2 separate regions of the Rattus norvegicus genome follow, and region 2 is linked to region 1. The links are chromatin contacts, called in public Hi-C maps. All regions are on one chromosome and are shown on one strand. The core of a region is the stretch at or near the end of the contact, and the rest is flanking DNA. Distances in the headings are between cores, read along the strand shown.

What was found. A called contact is a pair of places that touch in the nucleus more often than the background predicts.
Region 2: a contact with region 1 is called in a Hi-C map of the A7r5 cell line, with 3 times the contacts expected there. The contact joins two enhancer-like sites. A contact is called at or near these places in 10 of 12 Hi-C or Micro-C datasets (the A7r5 cell line, Schwann cells, frontal cortex and 6 more) and 1 of 1 datasets of contacts at active chromatin or transcription factors (oligodendrocytes).

What each region holds. Positions count from the first base shown.
Region 1 is chr13:64,433,204-64,436,956 of GRCr8, forward strand. The region is part of intron 17 of Pla2g4a (phospholipase A2 group IVA); the gene reads right to left. Among named protein-coding and RNA genes, the nearest start is that of Pla2g4a, 140 kb to the right of the region's middle. Within about 2 kb of position 1,473, at least 6 of the 93 cell types and tissues checked have an H3K27ac peak or open chromatin away from gene starts, as enhancers often do. A contact at or near this core is called in the A7r5 cell line, where this site is marked.
Region 2 is chr13:64,878,215-64,881,841 of GRCr8, forward strand. It overlaps a transcript of Pdc not described here. Among named protein-coding and RNA genes, the nearest start is that of Pdc, 28 kb to the right of the region's middle. Within about 2 kb of position 2,142, at least 5 of the 93 cell types and tissues checked have an H3K27ac peak or open chromatin away from gene starts, as enhancers often do. A contact at or near this core is called in the A7r5 cell line, where this site is marked.

The sequences.
Region 1 (3,753 bases), core at 223-2,722:
TTTAATGAATCCACAGGCTTTTCTGTGTGTTCTACAATTTGTTTAGGATCTTGGCCAAGACTGTATATGATGTGCAAGTGGAACCACCATCTCCCCTCCCCTTTATCCCTAATAAAGTAGGTCAGGATATTCAATTTTCAGATTATCTTTCGCATAGGCAAACACTGTAATTTGTACCTAGCCAGTGTAATCATAATGATGAAATGCCATTAGACTGAAAATTAACTCGTAGAACTTAGGACATGTACTTCCCTCACTCTGATTAACACACACTTTTTAACACAGCAATGGTCAACATCAACTGCCATCTTGTCACACTCTAGAATCGCCTAGGAGATAAACCTCTGAGCATATCTGTGACCAGCAAGTTAAGTGCAGTGGGAAAATCAACTTAGAATTGGGCAGCATCATCCCACGGACCGTCGTTCTCACCACTCTGTGACTGTCAATGCTGCTTCACCTGCTACGGTCATACCTTCACCACCATCATGGATGATACCCTCCACTCCTGAACCAAATCACACATCTCCTGCTTTTGTCACACAATGAACAAGAGAAGTAACTACTAAAAACACTTTATGAAACCATCTGACAAAAATTTAAGCAGACGGTGCACACCAGCAATTATTGAACTTAGTGATGTGTAATAGTATCGTAGAATGTGCCTGAATTTGCCTACCGAACGGATAACTAAATAAGAATGGAAAACAAGCCAAGTCAACAAGTACTTAAAACAGCCCTCCCAACCCACGTTCTCTCCATATCAAAGTAATGGCTTCTAAGCGTACATGCCACATGGGCAGGTATGTATTGTAAACAGGCTTCATGGTCAACAACTCCATCTACAACCAGCGGCAACTTTTATTCTCGCCCTCATTATATTCAACCAGTCAGTGACTTATAAAAACAAATACACAAAAATACATTGTATATTCATTGGAGGTGCCAGGCATTATGATCACTATTCCCAGAGAACAGAAGATAAACGCCATGTTTTTTTTATGGTGTTCATAATGTATACTTATAAGCAGAAAAGAATACAGAAAGTAAAAATTGTTCATTATATTTGCTGTTTCAATTTCCTGAGATCCTATTACATCCTAAGTCCTTAAGTTATATGAACCAAACTCCTGATCCTATAAAATGTATTGCTGATTCCCCTTACAACAGGAGAAAATAATCTACACGTTCAAGGTCACCCAGTTAAGAGACAGCTGAGCAATGACTAGACACACAATTTTGTCTGAATCCAAAGCCTCTGCCTACCACGTACCACAAGTCCACCAGTCTAAGTCACTATACCCTAAGTTTCTAATAGGGAAAAGAAAAATCTAAATCCCACAAAATTCCCTAACTGTAAAAGCATTGCGGCAGTGTTCATCGCAAAGGAATTTGGGAGGACTGAGTAAGTACAGAAAATTGACGCTCATGAGAAAGCCAGACTGCTGTCAAAAAGTGAGCCAAAGCAGAAATACAGTGCTCGGAAGGACGTCCTCGGAGAGTAGCCAGCAGGAGTTCCCAGCTGCTGGATACCCAGAGGCCTTTTCAGACCAAACCCAGATCAGAAAGCAAATTGCAAGGAGACACCTTAAGCCACAGTGTATCTGGCCACAAGGTTGAAAATTGTCTTAGGATTTGGTAGATTAACGACTTTGTATCGTGTTTTATTCCAGTTTATGCCATGTGAAAACCACTCTGACGATCCACATGCAGTTTTGCTTACGTGCAGTCCGTGTTCTGCTCCACCCATGTGGTGTGGAAGGTTTTAAGCAACTGAAGTTAATGTATGTTGCTGCAATGTAAGCCTAGCAAAACTTGAATAATTTTTATGCATCACCACTTACCAATAATTTTTATGACAAAATGTGTTTATTCTTGGATATATGCTATGCAAGAGGCCACCAAGAAATAAGATATCAGTAAAAATAGAATAACACACACACACACACAACACACACACACACACACACACACACACACATGCACACGCATACACATACTCAGAAGCACTTAAATGTAAGTCAAAATGGCCATTTAATTTAGGAAAAAGCATACACTCATAAATTTAAAACATTTACTTAATGCCTATCCTGTCACCATCTCTACAATTTGTTTATATGGTAAATCCTTAACGTTTTCACTGTTTAATTTGTAGATTCTCCATGCACATCAGGCAGCAGGAGGTTGGCATGCATAGCTAAGATCATCATGTTTAAATGGCTTATGCTTGCAGGGAACTATTAATGCCCTACATGGTTACACATTCACAGTCACACTGCCCCTATAATGAATCCTATTGTTCCTGCTTTCAAGATGAAAAATCCAAACCTCTTGAAGTTGGAGTAGAATGTTCAGTTACAAGTGGTCGATGGTGATTCAAATGAGAGAGACTCCCAAAGCCTCATATATTTGAATGCTTGTTCCCTAGTCGGTGGACCTGTTTGGGAAGGATCACATTAGGTGGCCTGTTGGAGTATGTGTATCACTCCGGGTGGGCTTTGGTATTTCAAAAGTCCATGCCATCATCAGTTAGCTTTCTCTCTGACTTGTAGTTATGTCTCAAGTTGTAAGCCCTTGGTTAATACTCCAGTACTATGCTTGCCTGCTTGCTGCCCTGCTTCCCTGCTATGGTGATCACAAAGTCATCCTCTGAAATAGCCCCAGTGAACTTTCTCCTATAAGTTGGCTTGGTCACAGCATCTTATGGAAGCAATAAAAACATAACTAAGACGTCACCTAACCTTCATGTGAAGATACTCTAATACCCCTATCTTTGCCTGTAAATGTCATGCTTCAAATGTTAGCAGAAGCTATAAAAAATGTTGGTTTACACAAAAGGGGGTAGTTGACTGCAGAAACTCACAGTGGTTATGACATCAAGCATGGGATCTGTACAAGCTCAAACCAGACAAAATCCTATCATGGGGCGGGGATAGTGGTTATGAAGTTCTAGCTGTACCTCAGGAGTTATCGGTAACTGACAGAAGCACTTTTATTCTCTAAGGATATTACACTTTCTAATGGATGGTCACACAATCAAGAAGATTGTATCCACTAACTGGACTTTCTATAGTAAAAAAGAAAAAAAGAGAAACAATGTTGGGTGTGATAGAATTGGGATGTCCCTTTGGGAAAAGTTTGGGGGTAACACTGACTATCATAAAAATACGATGTATAAAATTCTCACGTGTCAAATATTTTATTATATGTAATGCTTAGTAAATAGGTTGTGAAGATACAATGTTTATTAAGCTCAGGATGATTGTTTTGGAAATCAGTCTATTTTTGTCCAGGCTTTAAGTCTTTCACGTCTGCATCAAATAAACTGCGTGGAGGAACGCTTGTAAGGCATGTAAGGAGAACTATACAATAACTTACAGCAAATGTCTTATCGGGTCTAATATAAACAAGAACTGAAAATAGCAAGAGAAATGTAGTTGTTTAAAATATATATGGGAGTATGTTTCTAAGGGGATATTTATGGTTCCTACAATTCTAGTTCCTTTCATTAAAGGTTAGTTTATCAAATTTAATAGATTTTACCCCAAAGATTATATGAGTCTATTCATTTCAAAATAGAAAATGAGGATCTCCTTAGCTCTCTTTTCTTTCAGTATCATTAAACTTTACAAAAAACACAACCCTACATGAACTGGAGAGATGGCTCAGCAATTAAGAACACAAACTGATTTCATAAAGACCTGAGATCCATTCCTATCACCCATGTAAGGTACTTTAAATTTCCTGTGACTC
Region 2 (3,627 bases), core at 892-3,391, 450 kb after region 1:
ATAGCATTTTCAGCAAATGGTGCTGGTTCAACTGGAGGGCAACATGTAGAAGAATGCAGATCGATCCATGCTTATCACCCTGTACAAAGCTTAAGTCCAAGTGGATCAAGGACCTCCACATCAAACCAGACACACTCAAACTAATAGAAGAAAAACTAGGGAAGCATCTGGAACACATGGGCACTGGAAAAAATTTCCTGAACAAAACACCAATGGCTTATGCTCTAAGATCAAGAATCGACAAATGGGATCTCATAAAACTGCAAAGCTTCTGTAAGGCAAAGGACACTGTGGTTAGGACAAAACGACAACCAACAGATTGGGAAAAGATCTTTACCAATCCTATAACAGATAGAGGCCTTATATCCAAAATATACAAAGAACTCAAGAAGTTAGACCGCAGGGAAACAAATAACCCTATTAAAAAATGGGGTTCAGAGCTGAACAAAGAATTCACAGCTGAGGAATGCCGAATGGCCGAGAAGCACCTAAAGAAATGTTCAACATCTTTAGTCATAAGGGAAATGCAAATCAAAACAACCCTGAGATTTCACCTCACACCAGTGAGAATGGCTAAGATCAAAAACTCAGGTGACAGCAGATGCTGGCGAGGATGTGGAGAAAGAGGAACACTCCTCCATTGTTGGTGGGATTGCAGACTGGTAAAACCATTCTGGAAATCAGTCTGGAGGTTCCTCAGAAAATTGGACATTGAACTGCCTGAGGATCCAGCCATACCTCTCTTGGGCATATACGCAAAAGATGCCTCAACATATAAAAGAGACACGTGCTCCACTATGTTCATCGCAGCCTTATTTATAATAGCCAGAAACTGGAAAGAACCCAGATGCCCTTCAACAGAGGAATGGATACAGAAAATGTGGTACATCTACACAATGGAATATTACTCAGCTATCAAAAACAACGAGTTTATGAAATTCGTAGGCAAATGGTTGGAACTGGAAAATATCATCCTGAGTGAGCTAACCCACTCACAGAAAGACATACATGGTATGCACTCATTGATAAGTGGCTATTAGCCCAAATGCTTGAATTACCCTAGATCCCTAGAACAAACGAAACTCAAGACGGATGATCAAAATGTGAATGCTTCACTCCTTCTTTAAATGAGGAAAAAGAATACCCTTGGCAGGGAAGGGAGAGGCAAAGATTAAAACAGAGACTGAAGGAACACCCATTCAGAGCCTGCCCCACAGGTGGCCCATACATATACAGCCACCCAATTAGACAAGATGGATGAAGCAAAGAAGTGCAGACCGACAGGAGCCGGATGTAGATCGCTCCTGAGAGACACAGCCAGAATACAGCAAATACAGAGGCGAATGCCAGCAGCAAACCACTGAACTGAGAATAGGTCCCCCGTTGAAGGAATCAGAGAAAGAACTGGAAGAGCTTGAAGGTGCTCGAGACCCCAAAAGTACAACAATGCCAAGCAACCAGAGCTTCCAGGGACTAAGCCACTACCTAAAGACTATACATGGACTGACCCTGGACTCTGACCTCATAGGTAGCAATGAATATCCTAGTAAGAGCACCAGTGGAAGGGGAAGCCCTGGGTCCTGCTAAGACTGAACCCCCAGTGAACTAGACTATGCGGGGAGGGTGGCAATGGGGGGAGGTTTGGGAGGGGAACACCCACAAGGAAGGGGAGGGGGGAGGGTGATGTCTGTCCGGAAACCGGGAAAGGGAATAACACTTGAAATGTATATAAGAAATACTCAAGATAATAAAAAAAAAAAATAAAGCTTCTGCCACATCACCTAGTGATCCTTAAGAAATATATTTGTTAGGCAAATTCATAAGGATTAGACTTATTCTAACTCAAGTTGGCTAAGTTCATTCTACATCCATGTTATAACCCAAATATATTAAGCTATAAAAAGTTGTTTTCTTTAGGAAATTAAGATCCTGACCCTGGATCTGATATAACAATAAATACTTTTTTCTTTTGTTTTTAGTTTTCATAAGGTGAATGTTTTCAGTGGTTCAGGTTTCTATCATCTTACATTCTTTAAGCATAACTTTTAAAACTACTGGAAGCTGCCCAGTTGATCCTAGACAGTCATACCCCCTGCTGCTCAGTCAAGCAGATGACTAAAACTAAGTCAAGCAAGTTTACAGAAATCAGTGCAAGTGGAAAAAGGATAAATTCACTCGGTATTTGAAGTGGAAAAGTAAAACATGAGTCGACTTTAAACTGTATTTTTAATATGCTTCAGATTTCCTAAACTATAATTTTAGTGACTCATCTGGAAATTATTGTGTCTGTCTTATTCAGGGAATCTCAGAAAAAATGTACAGTCACCACGGAGCCCTCAGGAAATCAGGTATGGGGTTTCAAGATATCTGTCCTACGGTAGTCAAAGCACTAGCCATGCTTATTTCTCCAGGACTAGTCAGCATCACTTGGCGAATGAATCAAGCCATCTCCTTGAGAGAACTCCGCAACTTCCTTTATGCCCAGATTGCAAAACTCTGACCTGGCTTGCCTGGGAAGATACTAAAACTAAGACAATTTCTCTAATTACATCGTAATACCTTTTAAGTGCTAAATCAGTGGTACTCGACCAGGGGCTGTTGGCATGTCTTACGTGGATGACAATAATATTTAGAGATATTTTGGTTGTTGTACCTAAGGTGACAACAGGATTCCTATAGACGCCTGGTAGATTCAGTTCAGAAATGTTGAAAAAAATGTCTCAGATAACCAGGGCAGTCCCCACAACAAGGAACTGCCTGGTCCAAAAGAGCAGTAGCATCAAAGCATGTGCCAAACATAGTTTCTCAGCTTTCTGAGGACCCTCAGCATCTTTGTAGGTCCATTTCAATTTATTACCTTTGGCAAGTTTTTCCTAAATCAATGTACAGTATTAGCGTCACTGACTAGACTTCCTACATATAATTTAGATTTGATTTGATGCTGACTCATATTAACAAACTAGTGAAAAGTATTTTACTGTTTTTCCAGCAAAAAAATGTTTGGATAATATTTCTAATAAGTTATATTGCCAATGTCAATCACTGAATCACTTTAGTAAGAATAAATACAACTTCAAAGGCTAGATATTTTGGCCTCCGATATCAGCTAATGCTCTACCGGTAAATAAAGTTGAAAACTTTGATCTATGTTTTCATAAACTTGCAAGCCGGTCATCAAAGCAATGACAGCTATGAAAAGAACAAATGAAAGCCAAGGAAAGCCCAGTGTTAAGAGTTTACTCCCAAAATTCTCATTCAAGTAGTTGTCCTGAGCGAAGGGGTCCTTAAAGACATCATTTATCATTTCTATATTAATTGACCTTTATTTCTCTGGCTCTAGACAATCTCTTAATATATTTATCAAGTGCAAAATTCTCCAAATGCAGATGGAGGAGTCCATCAAGGTCATGAATTGCATGGAGTGTATTAAGGCTCAGAATAAGTAATCCTATGTGCCTTGGCTCAAAGACAGTTGTCTACTCCAAAACGTCTACCTGGAAATTCATGTTAAAATATAATCCCCATCATAAGAAGGTGGAAACTTTATCCCACTACAGCGATGATAAGTAAGGCTTCTGGAAGGTGACTAGAATTAGATAAGGTCATGTGGTAGAGTTCCCATGATCG